Regions from separate parts of the Anser cygnoides genome. Here region 2 is linked to region 1. Evidence: chromatin contacts called from public Hi-C data. All regions are on one chromosome and are shown on one strand. Each heading gives the region's core, a stretch centred on a gene start, on an enhancer-like site or on the middle of the called end of the contact. The rest is flanking DNA. Distances are from core to core; before and after follow the strand shown. Region 1 holds the start of LOC106049005 (17-beta-hydroxysteroid dehydrogenase type 6-like). Region 2 holds the start of LOC106049823 (inhibin beta C chain-like).

Evidence for each region. Hi-C and Micro-C count contacts between places; a contact is called where the count stands out from the background.
Region 2: a contact with region 1 is called in a Hi-C map of liver, with 2.3 times the contacts expected there. The contact joins the promoter of LOC106049823 here to the promoter of LOC106049005 in region 1. A contact is called at or near these places in 2 of 7 Hi-C or Micro-C datasets (both in liver).

Annotation. Positions count from the first base shown.
Region 1 is chr32:3,211,040-3,218,858 of Taihu_goose_T2T_genome, reverse strand. LOC106049005 (17-beta-hydroxysteroid dehydrogenase type 6-like) reads right to left here and starts at 3,013. Exons shown (of 4, transcript XM_066985730.1): 1 at 2,686-3,013; 2 at 2,351-2,609; 3 at 2,112-2,275; 4 at 1,633-1,970. The coding sequence starts at 3,013. The coding sequence ends at 1,771. PRIM1 (DNA primase subunit 1) reads left to right here and starts at 3,965. Exons shown (of 13, transcript XM_066985722.1): 1 at 3,965-4,125; 2 at 4,285-4,442; 3 at 4,790-4,896; 4 at 5,006-5,079; 5 at 5,298-5,434; 6 at 5,500-5,558; 7 at 5,638-5,748; 8 at 5,841-5,931; 9 at 6,014-6,158; 10 at 6,230-6,299; 11 at 6,377-6,462; 12 at 6,545-6,643; 13 at 6,749-7,014. The coding sequence starts at 4,023. The coding sequence ends at 6,768. It overlaps LOC106049006 (retinol dehydrogenase 16-like), which reads right to left and starts at 3,924. Exons shown (of 5, transcript XM_066985723.1): 1 at 3,125-3,924; 2 at 216-655; 3 at 1-137. The coding sequence starts at 3,342. LOC136788050 reads left to right here. Exons shown (of 5, transcript XR_010827057.1): 4 at 2,068-2,288; 5 at 2,473-2,597. It also overlaps NACA.
Region 2 is chr32:3,476,163-3,483,981 of Taihu_goose_T2T_genome, reverse strand. It overlaps LOC106049823 (inhibin beta C chain-like), which reads right to left and starts at 3,622. Exons shown (of 2, transcript XM_048054742.2): 1 at 3,262-3,622; 2 at 969-2,494. The coding sequence starts at 3,550. The coding sequence ends at 1,734.

The DNA of each region.
Region 1 (7,819 bases), core at 1,764-4,263:
GGGCAGGAGGCTCAGCGTCACCTCGATGAGGCCGACCAGGTTGACGTCCAGCACCTTGACGAAGTCGTCCTTGCTCAGCCACTCGTTGGGAGCAGAGGGGACGGCGATCCCGGCGTTGTTCACCAGCCCCCAGAGTCCTGGGGAGGGGATGGGGTGACACAGGGCCACTGTCCCCTGACGTGCCCCCAGCCCCAGCCGTGCCCCCCCCGTCCTACCTCGGTCACCCACACGCTCCCGGACCCAGGCGGTGGCGGCAGCAATGCTGTGGCTGGAGGTGACGTCCAGGAGGACGGTCTGCAGGCGCTGCGAGGTGGCCGCCCGCAGCCCGGCGGCCCCCGGCTCCGTCAGGCAGCCCGCCAGCACCCGCAGCCCCCGCGCGTCCAGCTGCCGTGCCAGCAGGTTGCCGAAGCCCGAGTCGCAGCCCGTGATCAGCACGAACTTCTCCGAGAGGCCGGGCACCGTCTGCCGCTCCCGGTGCCAGCGCCGCAGCCACAGCAGCCCCGCCAGCACCGCCGCCAGCCACAGCCACGGCCACGGCCCCATCCCGGGCAGGAGGTCGGGGCTCAGCGAGCGGAGCGGGGACACTCGGGGGGCGAGCGGGAGCAGGCGCTGCTGCAGCCGCAAGCGCTGGATCAGGCCCGCACCGACCTTGGACCTGCCCAACCCCGCAGGGCTGGGTAAATCAGTGCCGGTGGTGGGGCCGGATCTGGGGCCAGCAGCGCTGTGCCAGCAGCTGAGGCTGCAGCCGAGCCTGGGGAGGCACGGGCAGGGGGCTCAGCCCCACGGTGCATCCCCGGCCCCTTCCAGGCCAGGTCCTGGGCAGGAGCGTGATGGTTGCCTGCCCCATCCCGGTGTCGCCAGCTCTGTCGACAGCTGGGGCGCGCTGGAGGCGTCTGGCTGCCGGCACTGCCCTGGGCCGTGTCTTACGGCAGCGTTACGGAAGGAGCCTGAAGGAGCAGGCGCTGCGTTTCCTAACGCCGCTCGCTTCTGCTTTTATCACGGGCATCTGGTGGCTCTGGGAACCAGAGCTGGAGAGCAGCAAGAAGCTGCGCTGAGCTTGTAGGCACACGCCTGCACAGGCAGTGCCCACAAAACACTCCTGCGCTCCCGGCGGCGGCGCTGAGCCTCTCCCCTGCCCCCTTGCAAACCAGCCGAGGGGCAGCCCGTTGTCGGCATGGGGCTGCAGCCTTTGTGCTTGGTCCTTGGGGTTTTGGCTGGGTCTGCGCCCACACGGGCACCCCACGGCCCCACCCTCCCAGCTGCCTGATGCAGCCCCCCCGGCTGCTCCCCCTGCACGCACAGGGCACCAGAGGGGAGCACGGGGCAGCCCCTGCGGAGCCTGGGGCCAGCGAGGGCTGAGCTGCGTTGCCCCAAGAGCGGGGCAAGCACCGCACCGGGGTCTTCCGTGGCCAGGAAGGAGCTTTGGTCCCTCACAGCCCTCCCAGTCCCTGTGGTCGTTCTCCTCTGCCTGGCAGCGTTTGATGCCTCACCCATCCCCGGGGATGCCCCTGTCCTCCCCCTCCCTCCTGGCGAAGCAGGACCCCCCTGCTTGTGCAGCACGAAACCCCCGAAAGCAAAGAGCAGTGGGCGGACGCGAGGCAGCGGCGGTGGCCACGCAACACATGCAGGCACTCAGGGCAGCGTTGCTTTCTGTGAAATGGCCGCGAACGCCAACAACCGACTGGAGCGAGCGGGGCCCGGGCCGCAAGCCCGATGCCGGGGGGTATGGGCAGCACCGTGCTGGGCACCGGCTGCGCCCCGAGCGCGCTCCTAGGTGGTGCTGGTGGCGAGCAGGCGGTCGGCCCAGGCGCTGGGCAGGTAGGACAGGGGGATGTAGAAGAGTCTGGCGTCCAGACCGCATCCGTAGCGAGTGCGCGGGTACTCGGCTGTCAGCGCGTGCTCCATGGCGTCGGTGACGAGGGAGAGCTTGGGGTTGGCTGTGACGATTAAACGCTGAAAATTGCTGTTGTCTGCAGAGGAGAAGTGAGAGCTGGCCGGGCGCCCCGCGCCACGCTGAGGTTTAACCCAGCGAGGGCAGCACGTTTTGTTTTCCTTTCCCTGCCACAGGATCCCAGCCACAGCCCCCCGGCACCCCTGGCACCCGCACTCACAGGCCTGGAAGTACTGCTGCCCATACTCCTGCTTGACCTCGTCGGGCGCGCGGTCCCACGCCCGCACGATGCTCTGCCTCGCCTCGTCGGAGTCCAGGATGCTGGTCTGGAAGCAGCCGGGCTCGATGATGGACACCTTCACCCCGAAATCCCGGAGCTCGCGCCTGGGAGGCAGCGGTGAGCGTGGTGCAGCGGGGATCGGGGCTGGGAGAGGGACGGGGGGACGGGACAGGGGGTACCTGAGGCTGTCGGAGAAGGCCTCCACGCCGTACTTGGAGGGGCAGTACCCCCCGCCGAAGAAGGCGATGCGCCCCACCACGCTGGCCACGTTGACCACCCGGCCCCGGGCTCTGCGCACCAGGGGCAGGAGGCTCAGCGTCACCTCGATGAGGCCGACCAGGTTGACGTCCAGCACCTTGACGAAGTCGTCCTTGCTCAGCCACTCGTTGGGGCCGACCGGGTTGAAGATCCCAGCATTGTTCACCAGCCCCCAGAGTCCTGGGGAGGGGATGGGGTGACACAGGGCCACTGTCCCCTGACGTGCCCCCAGCCCCAGCTGTGCCCCCCGTCCTACCTCGGTCACCCACGCACTCCCGGACCCAGGCGGTGGCGGCAGCAATGCTGTGGCTGGAGGTGACGTCCAGGAGGACGGTCTGCAGGCGCTGCGAGGTGGCCGCCCGCAGCCCGGCGGCCCCCGGCTCCGTCAGGCAGCCCGCCAGCACCCGCAGCCCCCGCGCGTCCAGCTGCCGTGCCAGCAGGTTGCCGAAGCCCGAGTCGCAGCCCGTGATCAGCACGAACTTCTCCGAGAGGCCGGGCACCGTCTGCCGCTCCCGGTGCCAGCGCCGCAGCCACAGCAGCCCCGCCAGCACCGCCGCCAGCCACAGCCACGGCCACGGCCCCATCCCGGGCAGGAGGTCGGGGCTCAGCGAGCGGAGCGGGGACACTCGGGGGGCGAGCGGGGAAGGCGCCGGTGCAGCCGCAAGCGCCGGCTCAGGCCCGCACCGACCTTGGACCCCCGGGACCGGGCAATGACCGCGGGCGGGGCCAGGGGCTGAGCTCCCTGGGGCGCCCCGAGCCCCCCCTGCCCCTCCCCGGCCGCCGGGGCTCGCTGCAGCCCCGTGCGCTGCCCGTGCCCCTCTGGTAGGTGCCGAGCCGTGCCGTGCCGTGCCGTGCGGGACTGGGGTGGGCTTTGCAGTGCCCGGCCGTGCCGTGCCGTGCCGTTCTGGGCCATGTCGGGCACTGCAGTGCCCACTCCCGAACCGAGCCGTGCCGTGCCGTGCGGGACTGGGGTGGGCTTTGCAGTGCCCGGCCGTGCCGTGCCGAGCCGTTCCGGGCTATGTCAGGTGCTCAAGCGCCCGTTCCCAAACCGAGCCGAGCCAAGCCTTGCCGGGGGAGGACTGGAGGCGAACTGGGCCGTGCCGTGCCGAGCCATTCCGGGCTATGTCAGGTGCTCAAGTGCCCGTTCCCGAGCCGAGCCGAGCCGAGCCGCATCTGGCTGCGGTGCCCAGGCTGTGCCGGGTGCCGTGCCGGGCCATTCCGAGCCGTGCCGTGCTGGGCCGTGCCGTGCGGGACTGGGGTGGGCTTTGCAGTGCCCGGCCGTGCCGTTCTGGGCCATGTCGGGCACTGCAGTGCCCACTCCCGAACCGAGCCGAGCCGAGCCGTGCCGGGCGGGACTGGCACGGACTTTGCAGCGCCCGGCCGTGCCGTGCCGAGCCCGGAACGGTGCTCAAGCGCCCGTTCCCGAGCCGAGCCGAGCCGTATCTGGCTGCGGTGCCCAGGCTGTGCCGGGTGCCGTGCCGGGCCGTGCCGGGCCGTTCCGAGCCGTTCCGAGCCGTGCCGGGCGGTGCCGCCCCCCAGCTCCCGGCGGCCCCCGGGCTCAGGCGGCGCCGCCGCTTCCCGCCGCCTGCCGCCATGGCGCGGTTCGAGCCGGCGGCGCTGCCCGAGCTGCTCCCGGTCTTCTACCGGCGGCTCTTCCCGCACGGCGCCTACGGCCGCTGGCTCGGTTACGGCGGCGGTGAGCGGCGGGGGGGGGCCGGGGGGGGCGGGGGCGGCGGGGCTGGGCCCGGGGGGGGCGGCGGGAACGGGGCGGGGGGGGGGGGGGTGGTGGGGGGCCCCGTGCCGGTCCGTGCCGGGCCCCCCCCCAGCCCTATCCGTGCCCCCCCCCCCCCCCCAGCGGCGAAGAACTACTTCCAGCTGCGGGAGTTCTCCTTCACGCTGCGGGACGACATCTACGTGCGCTTCCAGTCCTTCGGCAGCCCCCAGGAGCTGGAGCGGGAGCTGCAGAAGATAAACCCCTACAAGATCGACATCGGGGCCGTCTACTCCCACCGGGTGAGTCGCAGAACCCTAAAAACCCCAAACCAGAATCGTTAGGGTTGGAAAAGCCCCCCCAGGATCATCCGCTCCAACCGTCCCCTGCCACCACCGTCACCCGCTAAACCACGTCCCCAAGCACCACGTCCCCAGGCACCACGTCCCCAGGCACCACGTCCCCAAGCACCACGTCCCCAAGCACCACGTCCCCAAGCACCACGTCCCCAAGCACCACGTCCCCAGGCACCACGTCCAAGCTCTCCTTAAACACCCCCAAATCCCGCTCCCACCGGCCAGGGGCTGCGGGAGGACGCCGGCCCCCCCGTGGTGCCCCCCGCCGGGGCTGAGCAGGTCGTGCCCCGCAGCCCAGCCAGCACAACACGGTGCACCTGGGGGCCTTCCAGCCCATGGAGAAGGAGCTGGTCTTCGACATCGACATGACGGACTACGACGACGTCCGGACGTGCTGCAGGTTACCGGGGGCGTTCGCAGCATGGCCCTGGCCCCAACAAGGTGGAAGAGTTGGGGAGGGGCACGGCACGGCCGCAGCGCCCGCCTGACCCGCTGCGCTCTGCCCCCAGCTCGGCCGAGATCTGCTCCAAGTGCTGGACCCTGATGACCATCGCTGTTCGCGTCATTGACCGCGCGCTCGTGGGTGAGGGATCCCGGGACCCGCGCAGCCCCTGTCGTGCACCGGGGACGCATCCAGACCCTGCTGCCCCTCGCAGCGCTGCCCTGAAGAGGGGCCTGGGGGAGCTGCTGCGGGGCTGGGGCTTGAGCAGAGGACGTGCTGACGCCCAGAGGGTTCTCCCGGCGGGTCTGCAGCGCTGCCCCTGCCAGCAGGCTCCCGCAGCCCGGCTGTTCCCCCCGCAGAGGACCTGGGCATGAAGCACCGCCTGTGGGTGTACTCGGGCCGGAGGGGCGTCCACTGCTGGGTGTGCGACGACGCGGTGCGGAAATGGTCCCCGGCGCTGCGCGCGGCCGCCGTGGAGTACCTGACGCTGGTGAAGGTGGGTGCGTGGGGACCGGGCAGCCCTGCCCGCCTTGCCGGGGCTGAGCACCGCTGTCCCCCCAGGGTGGAGCAGAGACCGTGAAGAAAGTGAACCTCTCGGAGCCCATCCACCCGTTCATCAGGTCGGTGTGGACGCGCCTGCCTGGCCCCCGCAGCTGCCGGCCACGGGGCGCTGAGCCTCTCCCCGCTCCTCCTCTGCAGGCGGTCGGTGAACGTGGTGGAGAAGTACTTCGAGGAGTACGCGCTGGTGGGCCAGGACATCCTGGGCAGCCCGGAGCGCTGGGACAAGGTGCTGGCCCTCGTCCCGGAGGATATCCTTCCTGCAGTGGCTCGGGTCCAGGGGAGGGTCCGCGCAGGGGAGCGGGGCTGGCGGTGACCGTGATCAGCCTTAACCGCCGGGCACAGCACCGCGAGCCGCTGCAGAGCGACTTCCCCAAGAAGCGGGACTCGGTGCAGCGCTGGGAGCTGCTGAAGGGCAAGATGGAGCGGACGCGGGTGAGCTCCCGTGGGGCTGCCGAGGGGTGAGGGGTGGGTGCTGCAGCCCCCGAGGCTGCCCCCTGATCCCCCGTCCCCGCAGCGGACACCGAACACCGGGAAGAGCGCACCGTGCTACGCGGACTGGGAGATCATGCTGCAGTACTGCTTCCCGCGCCTCGATATCAACGTCAGCAAAGGCGTCGGGCACCTGCTGAAGAGCCCCTTCAGCGTCCACCCCAAAACAGGTCAGTCTGGCCGCCTGCGGGGCCGGGACGTGGGGCTGGCCACCTCCGGCAGCGACTCCCCTTTCTCGCAGGCCGCATCTCGGTGCCGCTGGATCTGCAGAGGCTGGACCAGTTCGACCCATTTGCCGTCCCCACCATCAGGTGGGCCAGCAGAGGGGGTCCCCAGGGGGGTCCTGGCTCTGCCGGCAGCCCCTGCCACGTCCCGCTGTCACCCGCAGCTCCCTGTGCCACGAGCTGGACGCGGCCGGCGATGACGGGGAGCAGGAGGACGGCGGAGAGACGGAGCCGAAGCGGCGCGTGCGGGGTGAGCGGGGCCGCGTCCGGGGCGCGGGGGGTCTCCACCCCACCGGTGGGCTTCTCCCGCTCAGCCCCCTCTGCTCCTGCAGACTACAAGAGGACGAGCCTGGCGCCGTACGTGCGGGTCTTCGAGCAGTTCCTGGAGGAGATGGAGCGCGCCCGGAGGGGGGAGCAGCTCCGGCGAAGCGGTAAGCGGCGGGAGGAGAAGCAGCCAGCCTGGGGACCCGGAGGGGCCCCGTGGCTCTGGGGCGCTGCTCTTTTCCTGTAAAACTCCTCGTTTCTCCCCTTCCCAGACCTGCAAGGAGATTTCTAACGCTGCTGGGGAGCGCGGCGGCAGCCCCCGTCCTTGCCGTGGGGCCACCGAGGGACCTGCCTGCCGCCCGTGGGGGCCCGGTGCCATGGGGCAGGGCCCTGATGCCCCTGGCCGATCTCCCCAGCTCCCTTCCGACCGCCGCTGTTTGCGCCTTTTGTATTTTTTGTACCTTTTTTTTACCCTATTTTTGCCTTTTGTATTTTTTGAACCTTTTCTACCCTGTTTTCCATTAAAAATTTCTGGTCATCCGCGTGCCTACCTCCCTGGGCCGTCCTACCACCGCGGGGCTGGGGCGGGACGGAGCCTGGGGCCGGGGTGGGGCCGCCAGGACCCCCCCGGGACGCCCCAGGACCCCCCCGGGACGCCCCAGGACCCCCAGGGGCCTGGTTCCCGCCCCCCCCGGACCGTCCGTGCCCCGGAACCTTTGTGCGCAGCCCTGGGGGCGAGCGGGGAGGGGGGCGCTGCCCCGTGCCCCGGAAGCGCTCGGCCCTTCCGGAAGTCGCGCCGCCAGCCGCTCGGTCTCTTTCCGCCGCCATCTTGGGCCCCGCTCCCCGCACGGTGAGCGCCGCAGCCGCCATCCGCCGCCATCCGCCGCAGCGGGGCACCGGGGCCGGGGGGGAGGGTGCGGGAGGGCGGTGGCGGCGGGGTCGAGGCCGCCGGGAGCACCCGGGAGGCGGCGGGGACGGGGGAGGCGGGACCGGGGGCGACCGGGGGGGAACCGGAGGGGTTCGGGGCGGACCGGGGGGAAGCGGAGGGGACCGGAGGGGGCAGGGAGGGACCTGGGGGGGGCGGCGGAGCGGAGCCGTCGGTACCGGGAGGGGCCCGGGGGCTCCCGGGGGGGGGCCGAGCGCCGGTGGTACGGGCAGGGCGAACTCCCGGCGGCCCCCCCGGGCGGCTCCCGGTGCGGCCGCGAGCCCGGTGCCGTTTTGCTTTCCCCGGTGGGCGCAGCAATGCCTGGTGAAGCTACAGAAACCGTCCCGGCCACGGAGCAGGAGCTGCCGCAGCCGCAGGCTGAGACAGGTGAGCGCGGCGGGGGCGGCCGGGGCCGGGA
Region 2 (7,819 bases), core at 2,373-4,872, 260 kb before region 1:
CTGATGAAAGCTGCCCTTTGTCCGCTTGCAGGGCACAGCACAGGGCCAGCCTGGGAGATCAAGTGGGTTTGTCCCCAGATAAAACAGCCCCAAACTGAGCTTTGAGCAGGTGCTTGCGCAACAAGGACCCAGGGTAGCCATGTGAGATCCTGGGGGGATGAGCGGGGGCGCTGCCTTCCATCCCAGGAGCCCCCCCCATCCCGAATGGCACAGGAGAACCCCCATCAGCCACCGGCTTGTGCATCACCAGCCCCCGTGACCGGCTGCTATGGGTTGGGAACAGGGTCACTGGCTAGGGTTTAGGGTGCCTGTGAGAGGGGACAGGGCTGGGTGCAACTGGGGGGGGTCAGTGAGAGGTGATTAGGGTGGGGGCTTCTGGTATTTGCAGTGGGGTCACAGGATTTTGGGGGGAGGCTGTGGCTTGCCATCTGAGGTCATCCTCCCAGGGCCAGAGCTCCCAGAGCTGTGCTATGTTGAGCTCCTCTCGGGTTTGATCTGTGTGGAAAACAGCACCTTTGGGGGGGTATGGCCCCCCAGCTCTACCTCCTCTGCTGGGAAATTGTTCCTGTGATGCTCATGCTACAGGCCACCCCCCTTTAGTCCCCACAGTGAGGTGCTATATGGTTCCCAGCCCCTGCCCTGCTCCTGGGTCCCCCTGCCACAGGCACTCATGGGGGAAGAGCCCCCTGCACGGCCCCGCTCACAGTCTCTGTCCAACACCCCACGGCACCCAGGGAGCCCCAGAAGCAGCGAAGGCCCCCCTGGCTCCCAACACAGCAGTGCTGCCCCCGGTTGCAGCAGTTTACAGCCCGTGCACTGCTCCAACACCCCCAGCACCCAACATCCTCCCAGCCAGAGCCAGAGCTGAGCTGAGCAAGCCCAGGGCCAGGGGTCGGACCTTCTGGTCAAGTAGGGCCATTTCCCTCACCCTGGTGGTGCCAGGAGGAAGCAGTCAGAGCCTGGACATTGTGTTTCCACCCATTTATTGGGAAAGCTGCACCAAAGTATTAAAATAAATTAAAAGCACAGAGCACGTGGGTGCATTGCATACATGAGCACCAGGAAGACAAAGGCAGAGTAGGATCTTCAATAGAGATGTGGGTAGACAGGACAGAGCACCAGGGAGTCCCAATTGCTGCAGAAACCTCTATGATAAAGTAGTAATAGCTGCAAAACTAGAGGTACAAAAGAAAAAAAAAAAACTGCACCTTTAATACAGCCTTAAAGGCAAAGTCTGACACAGACCTCCCTGTAAGGAGGCACTGGGCTGGAAGAAACCTGACTGGTGGGGTGGGCAGCAGGGAAGAAAAGTTCGAAGCCCAGGGGAATGAGGGGGGAAGTGCATGGGACCTGGCCAGGAAGCAAGGCCATCCTTCACAGCTGCGTATCCTCCTGGGAGCAGAGGACTGCATCTTGCCGTTGTGGTTTTGGGGTCCTTGGCAAAGCCATACCCTTCATCCTCTGCTTTCCAGCCTCTTATTTGTGCCTCACTCCCCTGTCCCCAACAATAGCGCAGATTTGATGCGAGATTTGCTATAGTGGGGGAGAAAAGCAGGACTGCCTCTTGTCCCCCCAAGTTTCTCCGCTTTGAGGGAACAGACCCATTCCCCATCCCACGCCACGCTCCCCATTGCGCCGCAGTCAGCCTGCAGCCCCAGGGAACTTCTCCCCGCGCAGTCCCCACCAGAGAGACAGCCCTGGAGGAGGGGGAACCCAGAAGTGCTCCCCCAGCCCTAGCTACAGCCACAGGCATCAACAATCATGTCAGGGATGTCAGTCTTGACAATGTTGCTGTTGCGATCGAAGTAGAGGACAGAGAGAGGCCGGCGTCGCGTGGGCACACAGCAGGAGTGCCCCGATGCCTGGATGTTGTTAGCTTTGACGAGGTTGAAGACGGCTGTATGGAAGGAAGATGCCATCCCAGGGCTGCCTGCCACGTGCAGAGGGCACTGGCCCACACAGTAGTTTATCTGGTAGCCCTCAGGCTTAATGATCCAGTCGTTCCAACCAATGTCGCGGAAATCCACGTAGTAGTCCTTGCGGCAGCAGAGGTTGGAGTTCTGGCTGCAGCGGAGGCTGCGCTTGGCCACACGGTGTCCCAGCTCCCGCACCTTTGCCTCGGCCACCAAGAAGGGCTGGTGGGACTGGGTGGCATTGACTATGGCCACCACATCACCCCTGTCCCCACGGCTTTCCAGTTCCAGCCGCAGGGTCCTGTGTTCTCCCCTAAAGAAACTCTGCAGGGCAGGCATGAGGGAGAAGGTGCGCCAGCCGCTGCCCTTGGCGCTCAGTCGACGCTCACTCAGCAACGTGCGATTTCCCCCCACCGCGTCGCCATCCCCACCGGCCAGAAAGATGCTCAGGGTAAGGTTGGCTACCGAGTCTCGGGGAACTTGCAGGTAGAGCCAAAGTTGAGCTTGCAGGATGTGAACGTCCTGGTCTTGCGTGCGAGTGAACTGGAACTGCAGCCCCATGCCAGAGGGAGACGTGGGCTCTGAGGGGAGAGAGGGGAGAGAAGGTGAACGCTGAAGGAGGATGCTGGGGGAGGTGAGGCTGCAGCAGCATCATTAGGGCTGATCTTCTGACTTCTTTTTGGGGAAGACCTATAAAACTCCTTCCCTCCACACAGGGTCTGTCCCTCCCTTCCCTGGGGATGCTCCCCGGGAAGGCTGCCTGTGCGTGTGTGCAACGAGGGCCTGTCCCACCCTGCCTGGCAGAAAGGACACAGAAGGGGGCAACAGGGACCTGCTCTCACCTGGCCCTTCCTTTGCCACACAGGGCAAGGCTGGAGGGTCCCTGCAGCCCCCCAGTCCCACTACCTGGGCACCCTGATCGTCAGGAAGGGGCCGGGCACTGCAGCACTACAGGCACAAGGACCTGAGCAGCCAACGCAGCAGCGAGAGAGGGGCCACGTCTCACCAGCAGCTCCGGGAGCCCCCCGGCACACGGCAGGTGCCCGAAGGAACAATCCCGTTACCGGCTGCTTGGCTCTGGGACCCCCACCTCGCTGCGAGTGGGTGGCCAGCAGTGGCTCCGCAGTCCCCCGAGGGTCGCAGGCTGCACACACACACCCCCCCCCGGGGCTCCCCAGGACAGGGACCAGCCCCAGGGCTGGGGGCACCGTGCCCCGGGCGTCGCGCAGACCCGGGGACCTCCCCCGGGCCGCCACCGGCCGCAGCCCAGCCGGGATGCCCGCTCCTCGGCGGCTGGGCTGAACCCCCCGGGGATCGCTACGGGTCCCCGGGGAGCCCTGGCACCCACCTGGCTCGGCGAAGCTGATGATCTCGTAGCCCCGCTCCTCGGCGTCGGGGCCCCGGCGAGCACCGGCCGCTTGCAGGCGCCGCACGGCGCGGGCCACGGCGGCTCGGGGCACGGCGTGGGCGAGCCTCGGCCGCTCCCGGAGCCGCAGCTTCTCCAGGAGCTGCCGCTTGGCCGCCTCCTCCAGCAGCCGCCGCTCCGCACCGGCACCGCACGACGGGCACCGGGGCTCCGCCGCCGCGCACAGCACCGCCGCCAGCAGCAGCCACGGACCCGCGCCCCGCGTCGCCATCGGCACCGATGGGACCGGGACCGGGACCGGGACCGGGACCGGGATGGGACGGCACCACGAGTGGTGCGGAGCCGCCCGCCCGCTTTGGGCACCTGCAGCCGGGGGCGGGCCCGGTGTCCCCCCGCCATTGGCCGGCTCACCTGCCCGTCCCGTCGGGCTGCGGCCGGGGCGGGGGATTACCGGGATTAGCCCCCCCCCGCGGCAGGGGTAAGGGGGGGACGATGCCTTGCGGTGCGAGGGAAGGGGCTTCGAGAGCACCGGGACGCCCCCCGCGTCCCCGCGAGAGGGGTCCCCGGGTCGGCCGCGGGGCTCCCGGGGGGGCGGCTCCAGCCCCCGACCCACGGGGGGCACCGCGGGGGCCAGCCACGAGCGGCTGCACGCAGGGGGGGTGTGCACGGGGGGCCTGAGTGTGCACAAGGGAGTTGCACTCCCTGTAGGAACTTGGGATCTGCACGCCCGCAGCTCACCCCACCGTCTGCCCAGGGTGCCGAGGGGTCCGGACAGCCCCCCCCCCACAGGGGTCCACGGTGCTGAGCTCCTCTGCGTGGCCCAAAACCTGCAAGTGAGGGCTGGGGTGAATCCTGCCCAGGTGGAGGAGCGGTGTTTCTGCAGGACTGATCCCAGCCCCACCTGCCTGCCCCCAGAGCCCACAGAGCTGTCCCCACGCCCCGGGCATTGCTCCCCGCACACCCCGCAGCCACCCCGGCAGGGCCAGGGCGGTTCGTTGCTGACCGAGCACCCTGCAGGGTGCCCAGAGCAACTCCTGCAGCTCCTGGGCACTGCTCGCATCTCTGGGCTTTTGCACCCTGCCCATAGGATGAGCTGGGGGGGGGGGGGGACGGGACGGGTCTCAGCATTTTCACAGAACGTCTGAGGTTGAAAGGGACCTCTGAAGATCATCTAGTCTACTGCAAGACACAACCCCTTCTTTTCTTCAGACTCACCCCAGGACGGAGCTGGGCAGAGCCAGCCGCAGGGCAGGGCAGGTGCATGCTGTGCACCCCCCTCCCCACAAATCTAAACGGATGTCTGTATGTACTGCAGGTTAACGAGGTGGCAGGGAGTGTCACAGCAACCTGGCGATGGTCTTCAGATTCCCAGCCCCAGGTGCTGCGCTCAGAGCAGCGCGCACAGCCTGAGTGCAGGGCACAGTCTTGTAGAAAACACTCAAGTCGGTTCAAGGTGAGATGTTGCGGGGGCAGCAGGAGAGCCCAGCACCCTTCTGCCAGAGCAGGGAACCCGCGGGGTGCACTGGGAACCTGAAACCCAGCCAGGCCTTCGGCCATGTCCTGCACCCGCTGTGCCATGCAGCACTGACTCCAAGGTCTTGACCACACAGAGCCCCTGCCTCTGGCCAAGCACAGAGGTGACGTGTAAACAGAGTGGGCTGTCTGGGAAAAAGCACCCACCGGAGATGATGCAACCACAGTGCAAGGGGCAAAGTTCTCAGCTGGCTGAGCCTGCTGGCAGCTCCCAGAATAGCCCAGGAATGTCAACAGGGAGGAAAGAGTGGGCACAGCATGGCCTGGGAGCACGGCTCCCACAGGGGCTGTGAGCCACGGCTGCAGGCAGCAGGCAGCCAGCACTGCCTGGGTACCGGCAGGGCTGTGCGTGTGCTTCTTCCACCCAGGCTCTGACACAGGTGCACTGGTGATGCACAGAGTCACATACACGTGATGCTGTCACTCCTGCTTGCACACAAAGCACATGTCAGCAAGTTTCCCCCTCTGCGCACATGCATATGCCCACAAACATGCCTGCTTTGTTGCACGCACTCGCTTGCACAGATTGCTGTGCGGTACATACCCAGCTCCATGCTCCCTTGCACACATGCGCTCAGTCTGCCTCCCGCATGCTAGGGCACGCACTCAGTTTGTGGACACGCTCTCACATGCACCTCGTGTCCATGTACCTGTGCTGGAAGTGGAGCATTTCCTTTTGGGCTGTCAGGACAGGTTTAATTCACTGCAGGGCCGGGCTGCTGCTGCCTTCAGCTCACGGGGAGAACTGGGTCCCTGTGGCTGACGGTCCCCACATGGGGACATCCCCACGGTCCCACTGACAGGCGCTGGCTCAGGTACCAGGCAGGTGGCCACAGACCAGGGGATCATTGAAGCCTCTGTGTCACCACCACCTCCCTGCCGCCACACCGCTTCTTCACACACACAGGAAAGGGAAACTGAGGCACAATGCCTTCCTGAATTCCTCCTTCCCTGCCAGATCCACAGAGCCAGGGTCGGGGCTGTGGCACAGCACGAAACAGGGGAGACAAAGAGTCGGGCAAAGAGAGTGAATTGCTTTCTAACCCACCTTCCTTTCCAGGCTGGGGAGCAAGATGTGCCCAAAGGGATGAATCCCTTCGAACCTACCAGGATCCTTCAGGATTAGCCAACCCCATGCAGCTGCTCCCATAAGCACCCGTTTCCCTCCAGCTTAGCAAGAGCATCCAGCCTGCCCCGCTCCCTCGCACTGCAGCCACGTGCCCCCTCCCACACTCTGGACCGCCAGATCTAGGCCAGGGGTCAGCACGGAGCTGTGAGCGGTTCTTGCACCCATTGCGTAAGTGTGTTGTTGATTAAGCAGTTCCCAGAAAGCAAAGACAAGGGACCAGCCTGACCAAAATACCCGCCCAGGTCCCCCCGGGCCCAGCACTCGCTGCACACATGGCTTCTGGGCCTCCGACCTCGTGTCCGGTGGGGCAAGGGTGGCACCTGCCAACCTGACCTACAGGTGCCAAACGGCTGGGGTAAGCAGGGACCCCCCACGAGCTCACGCACCGGTGCCCGAACATGGCTCCTGCTGTTGTGCCTGTTTCTGCATGGCTCTGCCCACCGATCCCAGCCAAGGCAATGCCAAATCCAGCCAGGACCATGGGTCTGGGGCCGTGGCTCCATCACAGAGAAGCTCCCTCCCCACAGGCTGCAAGCCAGTGCCCAGGCTGGCGGCTCGGGGCAGCACCCGCAGGGCTGGTGGCACAAGGCATCGCAGCGAGCCTTGAAGGCGGTTCCAAAGGCATCAGCTGGGACAGGGCGAGGGGACAGCCTCAACTTGCGCCAGGGGAGGTTTAGGTTAGAAATTAGGAGACATTTCTTCTCAGAAAGAGTAGTCACGCGTTGGAACAGGCTGCCCGGGGAGGTGGTGGCGTCGCCATCCCTGGGAGCGTTTAAGGAAAGGTTGGAGCCGGTGCTTGGGGACATGGTTCAGTGGGTGATGTCGGTGGTAGGGGGACGGTTGGACCAGATGATCTGGGAGGGCTTTTCCAACCTTAATGACCTTAATGACTGTATGACACCGCCGTACCCCGGGCTTGAGGGCCTGCACCCGACAGGCGCCCCCGGGCTGGGGCCCTGCCAGCGGGGCCGGGAAGAGCCGGCTCCAGCAACACCAGGGCCCGGGGCCGGGGCTCGGCGGCCCCCTTTCCCTCACTGCCGGGTCCCCCCCGGGCCGAGGGGCGAGCGGGAGGGACCAGGCCCGGACCCCCGGTACCGGCCGCGCCTCTCGCGGCCCGCGGGCGCCTCCCGCCGGCCGGGCCCTGCCTGCGGCGGCCGGGCTCCGACCGCCGGGGTCTGGGTTCCCGGGAGCTCGGCGCGGGCCCCAACAGCGCCTGGGAGGCCCCGGCGATGCTCGAGGCTCACCCGGTGCCTCCGAGCCAGCGCCGCGGGCCGGCAAGTGCCCGTGCGAGGCGGCGAATTAAAGATTAAACCTTTTCAAGGCAACGCCGGAGGCTTTCAGGAATTCCCACCCCTCCCCTGCGAGCCGGGCGCTGCCAAGAGATACCCAGCTGGCGCGGCGCGCCTGGCCCGCTGCTTCAGGGTCTGTTGATACTGGCAAAGGCTCCTTGCAGGAGCCACCGGCCACAGCCACGCACCCCCGTCCCCTCAGCGGAGCGGAGGCCCAGGGGGACGGCACCTCTGCACCGGGCTTGGCACAGCCCGAGGGCACAGCGCCCGTGCTGGGTCGAGGCCGGCTGCACGGCCTCTGCGGTGCTGGGCCAGCCTTGGGGGGGCTGCAGGGAAGGGGCTCCTGCTGGGTTTGTGCCCCCAGGAAGCAGCAGGACGAGCACAGCAGTGCCTCCAGGCACCTGGGCTTGCCTGCTGAAGATAGCTCGTCCAGAGACCCCCCCCCGTGGACGGGGAGCCCCGGCAGGAGCTCAGTGTCACAGCATGGGGCGAGGGGCCCCAGCGGTGTGAGCATCCCCCTCGTGCCCCTCGTCCCTCCTACCAGCCAGGGAAGCTGCACCCTGCTGCTCTTGGGGTTTCTGTTCTGCTC